2 separate regions of the Lactuca sativa genome follow, and region 1 is linked to region 2. A link is a contact called in public Hi-C data. All regions are on one chromosome and are shown on one strand. The core of a region is the stretch at or near the end of the contact, and the rest is flanking DNA. Distances in the headings are between cores, read along the strand shown. Region 1 holds the start of LOC111886524 (probable E3 ubiquitin-protein ligase RHB1A). Region 2 holds the start of LOC111886478 (ubiquitin-conjugating enzyme E2-23 kDa).

Region 1 (5,572 bases), core at 87-2,586, 130 kb after region 2:
ATCGTCTTCTTCAGTAGCAACAAGTTTGATATCAATTTGGTCTTTGCAATCAGATTCCATGGTTTCCTTAGCCAGATTTTCACCATGATTACTGATTTTTATATCTTCAATAGGGTCAGAACAATTTGTTTGCACAGGAGGAGTTTGAGTTTGAGGATCCCCAACAATTGCTTCATATGGTAAAGGTGCTGGTGGGTGTCTGTAAGTGTCTGGTATGGAAGTATCAAGATTTGTATCAACTAAAAGCCCTGTAGGAACAACAGAAGCTACACCACTGTGTGCTGATAATGGCTGCCGATCCTCTGATACTACTGGATACTGTACAAGAAATGGAAAAATTGGAAATAGAAAAACAGAGGGATCAAGGTACAAGAGAAAAGACTTCACTAACATGATATAATCGGGGTGAATTGTTCCATTCTACACGGTTTGAAGAACAACAACAGCAGCCTCCCATATTTATTCACTTGTGTGTATGATCCAAGTACTTCTCATGGCTTTCTGTTCTGTAGCAAAGGAAACTGTGTATCAGTAGAATTTCATGAAGGGTTGCATAACAATGATCAAATAAACAGATCCTTATATCCATGGAAATAAGTATTTATTATATGTCGATTATGTAACAGAGTTGCAAAGTAACAACTAAGAGCGTTTGAAGTTCAATAAGAAATCACTAGTTATCCCTTAGCAAACTAAGGAAAGTAAAAACCATGAAGGTAAACACACAGAGAGATCATACAGATCATGATTAATCTAACAGCTTTCGTAAATCCAATTTCCTGATCATCCTACAGCATCTGATCACTCTAACAGTAGGAAAAATTCAAATTAATTAATCATTCACGCTTAATTCGATATACACCTGCTACTTTTACTCATCTTCGTAGATCACGATCAATATATAATCGATACAGATGAACTAAAATACACACCGACTCAATGCAAAATCGTAAACACATAAAAACCTTTCTGAATTGTTGTCCATGTGGACATAACCAATAACCAAAACCAGACCCTAAAATAACTTCACCCTGCAATCAAACAAAGCAACCAGTAGCTCAAAATCAAACCCGATTCTGACAGAATTACACTATGAAAACATTAGGTAATTAAGTTTTCCCAGATTAATGAACACCAAAAACATACACAGACACAGTAAGACGCTTTTATGACAGTGCGTACCTAAACTTGAGGGATTGAATCGGGTGGAGTCGTGTGGTTTCGGCTCAGCGGGAGAGACGAAATGGAAATGGTGTGGGATTCCGTGTAATGAAGGAATTTGAAAAACAATAGAAAATAAGTGGGAAAATGAATATTTTAATGGGATAGTTTAAAAGAGAATAGATACCTGGATACTCGTCAAATGTGGTTGTGACGCGTGTGGAATTCTTTTCATAAAGAAAAATCAAAAGCCAGGTTGGGTTACTGACTTTTAACAACCTCGCCTCAATATCCACGCGCTTCTCTAGGACCACTTCTAACTTGGGTTAATTGATTGGTGTGTAGGGCTAATCATATAACAAAAAATGTAAAGGAATATTAATATTAATTAAAAAAATAATTTTATATATATATATATATATATATATATATATATATATATATATATATATATATATATATATATATATATATATATATATATATATATATATATATATACATTGAGCATTTATATTGTGAATGTAGTCTTGTAAGATGCTACTATTATAGATCGATCTTTTATTTTGTGAACGTCACATGTATATGCATCATGTGATTTTGCAAAAAGTCGTTACAATTCTGTGTATTTATTCTACTTTCGTGAAATAGTAATTATGTTAAAATTTCAACTACAACCAATTTTGTAGTTTAAAAGAAAATACTATCACCATTGACCCAAAATATTACAAATCAAAGTGTAGCTACAAAACACGTGATAATATGGGAATTACGTTATTTCACGATTTTTTTATATGTTTTGTAAATCATTAGGGAAACATATCTACAACGTATTACAACAAAAATTAGTCAGATTATTGGATATTAATCATGTGGTGTCATTTAGTTGCATAATTCGATTATAGTAGTTTCACAAGAGTATGTAAACAAGAATATATACTTTGACGTTTCGAACAACAATTCGCTAATTGGTGTCTGACTATCAAAGTATCAAGTAACTAATAAACTGATATTTTGGGACCATTCTCCTTCCCTTCGGGAAGCGCAAATCCATTTGATAAATGTATCAAATTTTTGAAAATTCAAGTCAAAATTAAGTTCTCCAAATTAATCACATAAATAAACATTTAAAGATCATATACTATGATATTCAAATATTCCTTCATAGAAATGAAATAAAACAAAATAAAGAAATATGGGGAAATCAAATTTGATGGTCTAAATTGGGATTTTTTTTTTTCTTTTTTGCGACGATTGGCATTGTGTTGTTGTTAGCATCCGTTTGGGAAATCTTCTCCTCCACATCTTTGTGGGGTTTCCACTATACGTCGTGAGCAAACAGTGAGATTCTAATAGAGTTGTATATAATACTAATTACGCAAATTCAATGTGTGTTAAGGTTACATAACCTATATTTTGCTTATGCTCACACAAACATCAGATCATGTTTCCATGGGTACAATTAACAACTTCAATTTCCCCAACTGATTGTGAATGGTAGTGTTGTTGAAGTTTGATTATATTTCAAAACATCGACATAGAGTTAGCCAAACATGAGATAGAAACTTATCATATTTGTATACCGGTCAGACATGATTGATTTAAGGACACTATGTAGACATGAGATAGAAACTTATTATACTTGTATACCAGTAAGAGGTGATTTATTTAGGGATGCTATGTTGGCAGGGAAATTTCCTGAAAGAAAATTTTAGTACCATTAACACGATCAGAAGATTTCTTGAACAATACAAAGAGTGACATCTTTGAGAATCGAGCTACTCCTCATTGATTCCTTGGAAGATTAAAAATAAAGTTTATGGATACGTCTTCCCAAGTTCTTGTAGGTACTGATGAAGACATGTAAAATACTACATTTTTTAGAAAAACATACTATTCATTTTATTGTAATGTACTATATATGTCTCACAAATGTTCTTGGTGTTCCTTCTCTCTTTGGTTTAAGATCAGAATGTTGTCAAAAGTAAATGACTACAATTTTCTCAATAAATGGGCATGACACCTGGGTCATCAGTTGTATTAAAATGCTAGGTGCATATGATAATCCAAAATACATTACCAACCATTTGTGTAAAACATTATTTATTAGGTGGCGACTGTGGTGGTGGCAGACGGCGGTAGAACAGTGTGGTGGTGGTGAAAGATGTTCTTGAGTGTTCTTGAGAAAGAAGAAGATGTGTCTATGATGGATAACATAAGAGAGAGAGAGAGAGAGAGAGAGTATTTTCATTTTCATTTTCTTTTTTTTATTTCTGTAAAAAAATGAAAAAAAAAAAATATATATATATATATATATATATAAAGGGCAAAATCGCCATTATATGTAAAAAATAAACCAAAATTAACCAAACTCGCAATAAAATGGAAACTTCTAGACCATTTTTGTTACTCTAAACTTGTTTGGCCCGAAATGACAATTTTTGGCATACCTCATGAACCATTCTTGCAATTTTCTCTCTCTCTCTCTCTCTCTCTCTCTCCTATATATATATATATATATATATATATATATATATATATATATATATATATATATATATATATATATATATATATATATATGAGGAAAATGAATATATCTTACAATACTACATAAGCTTAGGTACCTAACTCCATCATATTACGTTATTTTATATCATATTTGCATTTGTAATCGTCAAAGCCTCTTAAACTTCAACACATAACTTGATTTACATCAAAACATTTATGACGTTCACTTTTATTTTCCTCATACGTTACGTCTTTTGTCGAAAAACTATATGGTTATATTTACTACAAATGAAAATGAAAAAGATGCAAGGGATACATAAATAACAAATTTTCAAAAAATTTCGAAACAAATCAAGTTGGGTTGAAAATTAAGAACCGTGAATGATTACAAATGAAAATATTATGCAAAACGACATATTATATATGGATTGTGTACCTAAGCTTATATAGTGTTGTAAGGTATACTCATTTTTCCATACATACGTACATATGTATATATATATATATATATATATATATATATATGGTAAATCTCCAGAAAAGTCTCAATATTTACGAAAAATTTACATTTTAGTCTCAAGATTTTGTTTTTGAACGAAAAAATCCTGAAAACCGGCAAAAATTTACAGTTTGACCCTTTTTGACCGGTTAAAACCGGTACCAAAGTAATTTGAGACTATTTCGTAAACTAACCAAAAATATTTGGACTTTTCTATAAACAAAGATATTAGGACTTTTCTGTAAACAAAATTATTATGACTTTTCTGCAAACAAAACCCTTATTATTATTATTATTATTATTATTATTAAAAATATAAATAAGAATACTATTTTTTGAACTTGTATTATTAATATTGTTAATAAAACATATAAATGAATTTAATGAAAAAAATAATGATATTGTTTAAGGGTGGAGGTGGAGGAGATGGTGATGTTTTTAACATTGAAATCATGAATTTCTGCTTGTATATTTTTACTTTGTATATGGTCATTCCACATTTGTTATTATTATTTTCAATTCAGAATATTAATACTTAACAATTTAAAATAGATTGCATATTTGTAAAATTGTTTATAAATAGTTTAAGGTAGAAGGATTTCTCACTTTGTATATAAAATTGTTTAGGATATAATGATTACTTTCCAAATACAATAGATCCACTACAAATATCTACATAGATAGGTAGCCCATATCAAAATTCAAAAGTATTACCTACAAGTAAGTCTGGGGTGACAAATGTCGTACCATTCTAACGCCTGAATAATGTTGTGCATGTCACTAGTCACTAGTCGCTAGGATGGTTATAAAACTCACAATTAGGTATTAACAATACATTTGGTTTACATACATACCTTCAAATGGCTTTATTTAGATAAAACTACGTTGCACTATTTTCCAATATAATACAGTTACATTTCTGGAAACATGCATTCAAAGGGTTTTACACATATACACTACAGTACACTATATATATAGTACAATACAACTTACATACATTCCAAATAGTTTTATAAAGACATAAAACTACCTTATACTATTTTCAAGTACAATGATATTCATAGATTTTTGGTCTTAGGGTATTAAGACTACAGTTCATTTAATAGAAAATATTAGATTTTTTGGAAGAAAACACTATTATTTTCAAGGAACAAATACGCTATTTTTTCATGCAAAATGTTTATGAACTCACTAACTTAATTGTTGACACTCCTTTCAAAACTACTTGTATTCTCAGGGAATCACTAAGACAAGTATCGGCAAGCTTTTGAAGACGAGACGCTAAGACGTCATTTAGTCTTATATCATCATATTGTAATTGATTTTTGAAACATGTAACAAATACAAACCATGTAACTTTATCAATTATATTTATGATGGTTATGTTTGCTTTGATCTCTA
Region 2 (5,791 bases), core at 1,033-3,532:
TTTAAGCAATTAAATGTCACAATGTTCCGGAAAACAAACCGCATAGCATCTGACACAGAAACTTTAGAATTAATCAAATATAAACAACAAATGTTACAAAAGACACAAGTTTTTACATGAATTATTCCAGCAAATTGCCTTTAGAGGGCTAAATGTTTTTTTTTTTTTTTTAAAACTTAAAAAGACTAGTTACGATGTACATAGGAACATGAACATGAAACAAATGCATTCAAGGGTCGGCTTTTCCAGCTACTTCTTCATCACTAGACGCGTATTCAGCTTCACTCAGTTCCTCATCACTCGATTGCTCTTCAGGCACAGCTCCAGCATCCTCTGGCTTTGCATATCTCTCACAGTACTCTGATAACAAATTAAACACAAATCTTCAATTCACCCACTTCCAATTTTATTTTTAGGGACCCTACTTTTATAGTTTATACGTATGCCTATAATCTATATTATAATTACAGTTTTACCCTTTGTCATCGTAATGTACTCTTTCGCTTTAAGGCAAAATACCCTCGATCATTAGAGACCAAAAATCAATACTATCAGCATTTGTTAATTATGGGAAGATTTCCGCTCAATTGATTTTGTACTTACCTTTAACTTTTTGTTCATATGCAGTTCTGTCTCTCATCATTAGTGCTGCAGCATCTCCATTTAAGGGATCAGATGGATTCGGGTACAAAAGAAGCTGAGGAAGAAACACTTCAAACACATTCACAAGATCTGCAGATTAGAGACAATAATTCATTAATCACCAAAAAAAATTTGTAAATTGTAAAATAGAACACATAACAATGGTGATAAGTTGATTTACCAAACATCGGGCTCCATGTCTGATTAATAACATCTAAACAAACCGATCCCGACCTGCAAAAAGTCACATTTGTTGTTGACAATAATTAATTTTTGGCAAACCACTGTAATTAGAGCTAAAGAAGCTCACATTTCATCCACATTTGGATGGTAGATTTTGTTGATGAAACCAATTGAAGGAGATTTGTATGGATATGCATCAGGTAGCTCCACCCTTATTCTCCAAACACCTCCATCATAAGGACCTGACACATCATCAATGGTCAATAATAACTAAATCTTTTATTGCAGTTTTGACAATTAATCATAAATTTCGGGAAGTGGGATAGTCATGTAAAGAGAAAGAACTCAAGATTATATCAGCATTATGATTAATTTGCAAGGGACAAAAGATCACACGAACACAATGTTCACATGACTCAACAAAAACACACAATATTTACATGGTTCAACAATTTGCGTACATCCAACTTGGTTACAAAGAGTACGCTAGAAAAACAAGGCATCAAAAATCGTCACATAACCATTTTGTAAAAAATTTGATCGAGCTATTGTCTAAATCATAGTCCAATTTGCATAACAAAAAGATATTGTATCAACATAACAGTAATGTTAAGTGTATAATGAGACAAAGGACCCTGGACCCATATTTTAATCCCTGATCATTGCGAACTTGGGAAAGTGGAATCGAATTGATAAATAAAGAACATAAAACACATAAATTCCTGAAGGGATTCAATTAGGTTCATTTAACCCAACACTGAACACAAATTTATGGGGTTTCAACTATGCGAGCAACATGTCAACACAATGGAATAACAGAACCAAAAGTAACATGATATACCCACAAAGATAACATTTTTTTTTCATCTACTTTATGTTCAGATGAATACCCATAAAGTTTTACAATCAAATCAACTGAAAAATAAGGAGATTTTCGTTCATATATATCAGAAAAGCAAAATAATAGCAGAAACAGATGGATATGAAACGTACTGTCTTTTGGTCCATGAAACTGTACATAAAACTCTTGCATACCATCATTGATCATATCTACTTTATAATCACCCATCATCCTAATTCACGAGATGAATCAAAAAAAAAAGCAATAAGTTGAGATTCTTGAACAAATATACCCAGAGGAAAAAAAAAAGTAAAAGAAATTTAAGTGGTTGAATTCGTTGAATTACAGCTTCATCAAATCCATCTCCCGTCGCTTGCTCGGTGAAGACATTTTTTTAGTTAATAGGAATATAAGATATGATGTATTGGTTCGTTAGTGATTTTGATGAAAGTAATTTGCAGATTGAGGATGTGTTTTGAGTGTTTTTGGGTGGTGGATGGCGTGCGGGGAAGAGAGATGAGGATTCTTTGAGAAAGAGAGAGAAAAATGAAGGCGGTTCAGACAATCAATGAGTGAAAGCAGGACTGAGTAGATTCTTTTTTAATCTCCAAAGAAGCATACGATCAGATCATCACTTTGTCGATAAAATAATAAAAGGATTTTTTTTTTTTAAATCTAAAAATAAACAGAGATAAAGTCACCGCTACGTTTATATGAATTTTTTTTCAATATATTTTGCAAAAAACAAACAAGATTTTTTAATTACATGATTACACCTAAATTACTTCTAATATTTATTAGGGGATAATACGTTAGAGCACTAGATGTGGGCAACTAGATGTAACATCATTTTGGTGTAACATCATTTTGGTGTCACATCACATGCCACATCATCAATGGTATTATAACACCAAGTGGGGAAATTGTCACCATGTTGTATCTTGTTATGACAACTTTTTTTTTCCATTTTATAATTTATTTTGTATTTTTTTTCTAATTTTTTTTTTAATTTAGACAAATATTTTTTAAATATAACATAATAAATAAAACATAATGTTTAAAAATTATAAATAACGTATAATAATTTTTAAAGATTAAAATTAACATAGAGATTAAATTACACTTAACATCCAAATTCAAAAAAAAAATATAACATCTAAATTCAAAAAAAAAAAAATACAACGCTATTCATTATCGTCATTGTTACCATAGAATATATAATCCGTCAAGTCTTCTCGAAGTTGTCTGTGTTTATTTGCGTCATGAATGTCAACAACGCGATGCAAATAATCTACTGTTCCTGATTGAAACTGAACGTGTCTAGGCTCCGTTGGCATATAGTGTGCAATATTTCGCCATTTATCTTCTACTACCATGTAATGCATTATGATACATGCATACATGATATATCGTAAAGTTTCTAAATCCAATGGTCATGCTGGATGTTCGACTATATGCCACTTCGCCCTCAACACTCCAAAAGCACGTTCCACATCCTCACGTGCTCCTTCTTGTTTTCTCTTAAAAACTTTATCTCGTTTTTCAACCGGGTGGCGGAATGCCTTCACGAATGTAGAATACTGAGGATAGATTCCATCTGTAAGGTAATATCCATATTTGTATTCGTTTCCATTCACTGTGAAAGGAGCATCTGAGGCTTTTCCATTAAAAAGATCGTCGAATATTGACGACTGATCAAGAACGTTGACGTCGTTGTTGGAACCCGCAACCCCAAAAAATGCATGCTAAATCCATAAATCTTGAGAAGCAACAGCCTCTAAAACCAACGAAGGTTATCCGTGATGACCACTTGCGTATTGCCCTTTCCATGCTACCGGACAATTTTTCCATTTCCAGTGTGTGCAATCAATGCTTTCGATCATTCCGAGAAACCCATGGCGCTCTTCATGCGTTGCATACAATTCTTGAAAATCATGCAACGAAGGTTTCCGCAAATACACGTCTCCAAATGTTTCAACAACACCCCTTGACAATGTATACAAACTCTCCCTTGCGGTTCTTTCGGACATTATCATATAGTCATCCATGGTGTCGGGTGACTCCCCCATAGCCATCAAACGAATGGCCGCAACACATTTATGTAAAGTTGTAAACCCTCGTCTACCTCTAGCGTCATATCTCAATTGGAAAATTTCATACCTAAACATATATTAACTACAGTTTAAAAATATATTGTATATGTTGTAAAATTAAAGAAACATGTACTAGATTTTTTTGTATAAAAGTATAATAAAGAAGCGATGCCGGCTTTTCAAGGCGTTGGCGATCTGTAGGAACACATCCCTACTCAAACGAAATATTCTTTTGAAGTCTTTCGACCCGTATACATAATTATCCGCAAAGTAATCACGATATAGATGTTCGTGTCCTTCCTCACGATTTCTATTTAACATCTGTAACGACCAAAAAAAATTTAAACAAATTTTTAACTTTTCAAAAACAACCCATTTTCATAATGTTATTACAAAAATGTTTTCAATACAATTATTATCAGAGTCTTCCCAGAACCACATCATAAAACACAATCAAGAAGAGTGGTACGGTCATGCCTTTGCCTTGTCACGGTCTCCTGAAGAACCTGAAAAACATTAAACCACAACTGTAAGCCCGAAAGCTTAGTGAGATACCCCCAAAATACCAACCACATATACCATACACGCATAACATGCCATATCATATCAGAACACAGAACAGCCATGCACTTCGGGTCTACTATGTGACTGGTCCGCCGCACCGGCCAACAGTCCACCTGGTCCACCCTCCGAATCTAGCCATATACATCGAGTCTGCAGTGTGATTGATCCGCCCGCACCAGACCTTCAATCCACCTGGTCCACTCTCTGAGTCTACAGTATGACTGGTCCGCCCGCACCGGGCCTTCAATCGGCCTGGTCCTCTCTCCGAGCCTCGGCACGTCTGGTCCGCCCTCTTGGGGCCTACAGCCTATCTGGACCGCTCGCTGGACCTTCGGAATAACCGGTCCGCCCTGGGTATCTTGGCCTACAGCACAAGGCAGGACCCGCCTCAACCCAACCCTAGTCCAAGAACCATGTGCACATAAACATACAATCATATAACAATTCACAGTCAACACGCCGATCTAGCAGATCACATAACATATCATCATCCTAATCAGGATACCAACCTAACCGGTCACTAGCATAGCATCATCCTAAATACCAGGATACCGACCTTAACCAAGTCTCTAACATATACCATCCTAGCTACCAGGATGCAAACATATCAAAGCAATAACATAACAACAAACACCCGGATCTCAATCCGATAAAGGGCCGGCCTTGGTGCCTTAGACCCTGTTGATATAGTGAGGATAACTCACCTCGCAACTGTCGAAAATCTGAACTGAAGAAGCGGATTCCCGAATCACCGCCTCACCGAAAATCCCGAACTATCCGAAGCAGCAAAACAATCATTAGATCAAGTACAATATCCTTCTAAGGGTAAATTGACCAATTTACCCCTTAACTCAATCCGGCCCATGACTAAGGCCCACAATCAATTTATGAAAGGCCCAACACTATATAAGCTCTCAAGCCCACTAATGGCCCAAAGACCAAAAGTCCGAAGCAAAGCCCAATATGGGCCCAATTTACTAAATTGGGCCCACCTCACCAAATGGGCCTAGACCCATGGTCCATAATAATTAATGAGTCCACAATACTCCATCTATAATGTCCAGTCACGGCCCAAAATCCAGCAGCCCAAAAAGAAAACCCAACAGAGGGAGTACGCTAGGCGTACCCTCCTTGGTACACTAGGCGTACAACGCTGATCGCGAAAAGGAAACGGGACACAGACCCACTACGCTGGGCGTACGCCTATGTTACGCGGGGCGTAACCTCGCTGCTCAACAAGTCCACATAACTTCTTAATGGCTTAAGCTCTTAAGCCCAAACTTCAGATCCTTAGGCCAAATATGCCTAAGATTCATAAAGTCTCAAACTTTATTACTTGGGACGTCCATAAATCTCTTAATCCATTAAGACCTATCTATCTCACACATGGAACAACCACAACCCTTAGGACCTCATTTTTCTCACTCAAGACCTCTCCTAAGGTCTGAAAGGACAGATAATCTCGACC

Evidence for each region. A called contact is a pair of places that touch in the nucleus more often than the background predicts.
Region 1: a contact with region 2 is called in a Hi-C map of leaf, with 4 times the contacts expected there. The contact joins the promoter of LOC111886524 here to the promoter of LOC111886478 in region 2. A contact is called at or near these places in 3 of 4 Hi-C or Micro-C datasets (leaf and seed).

The regions. Positions count from the first base shown.
Region 1 is chr3:11,429,603-11,435,174 of Lsat_Salinas_v11, forward strand. It overlaps LOC111886524 (probable E3 ubiquitin-protein ligase RHB1A), which reads right to left and starts at 1,337. Exons shown (of 5, transcript XM_023882779.2): 1 at 1,183-1,337; 2 at 392-506; 3 at 1-318. The coding sequence starts at 457.
Region 2 is chr3:11,297,263-11,303,053 of Lsat_Salinas_v11, forward strand. LOC111886478 (ubiquitin-conjugating enzyme E2-23 kDa) reads right to left here and starts at 2,283. Exons shown (of 6, transcript XM_023882724.2): 1 at 2,013-2,283; 2 at 1,819-1,898; 3 at 953-1,067; 4 at 824-876; 5 at 604-732; 6 at 51-360. The coding sequence starts at 2,056. The coding sequence ends at 230. LOC111886492 reads right to left here and starts at 3,735. Exons shown (of 2, transcript XM_023882746.2): 1 at 3,502-3,735; 2 at 3,100-3,411. The coding sequence starts at 3,735. The coding sequence ends at 3,100.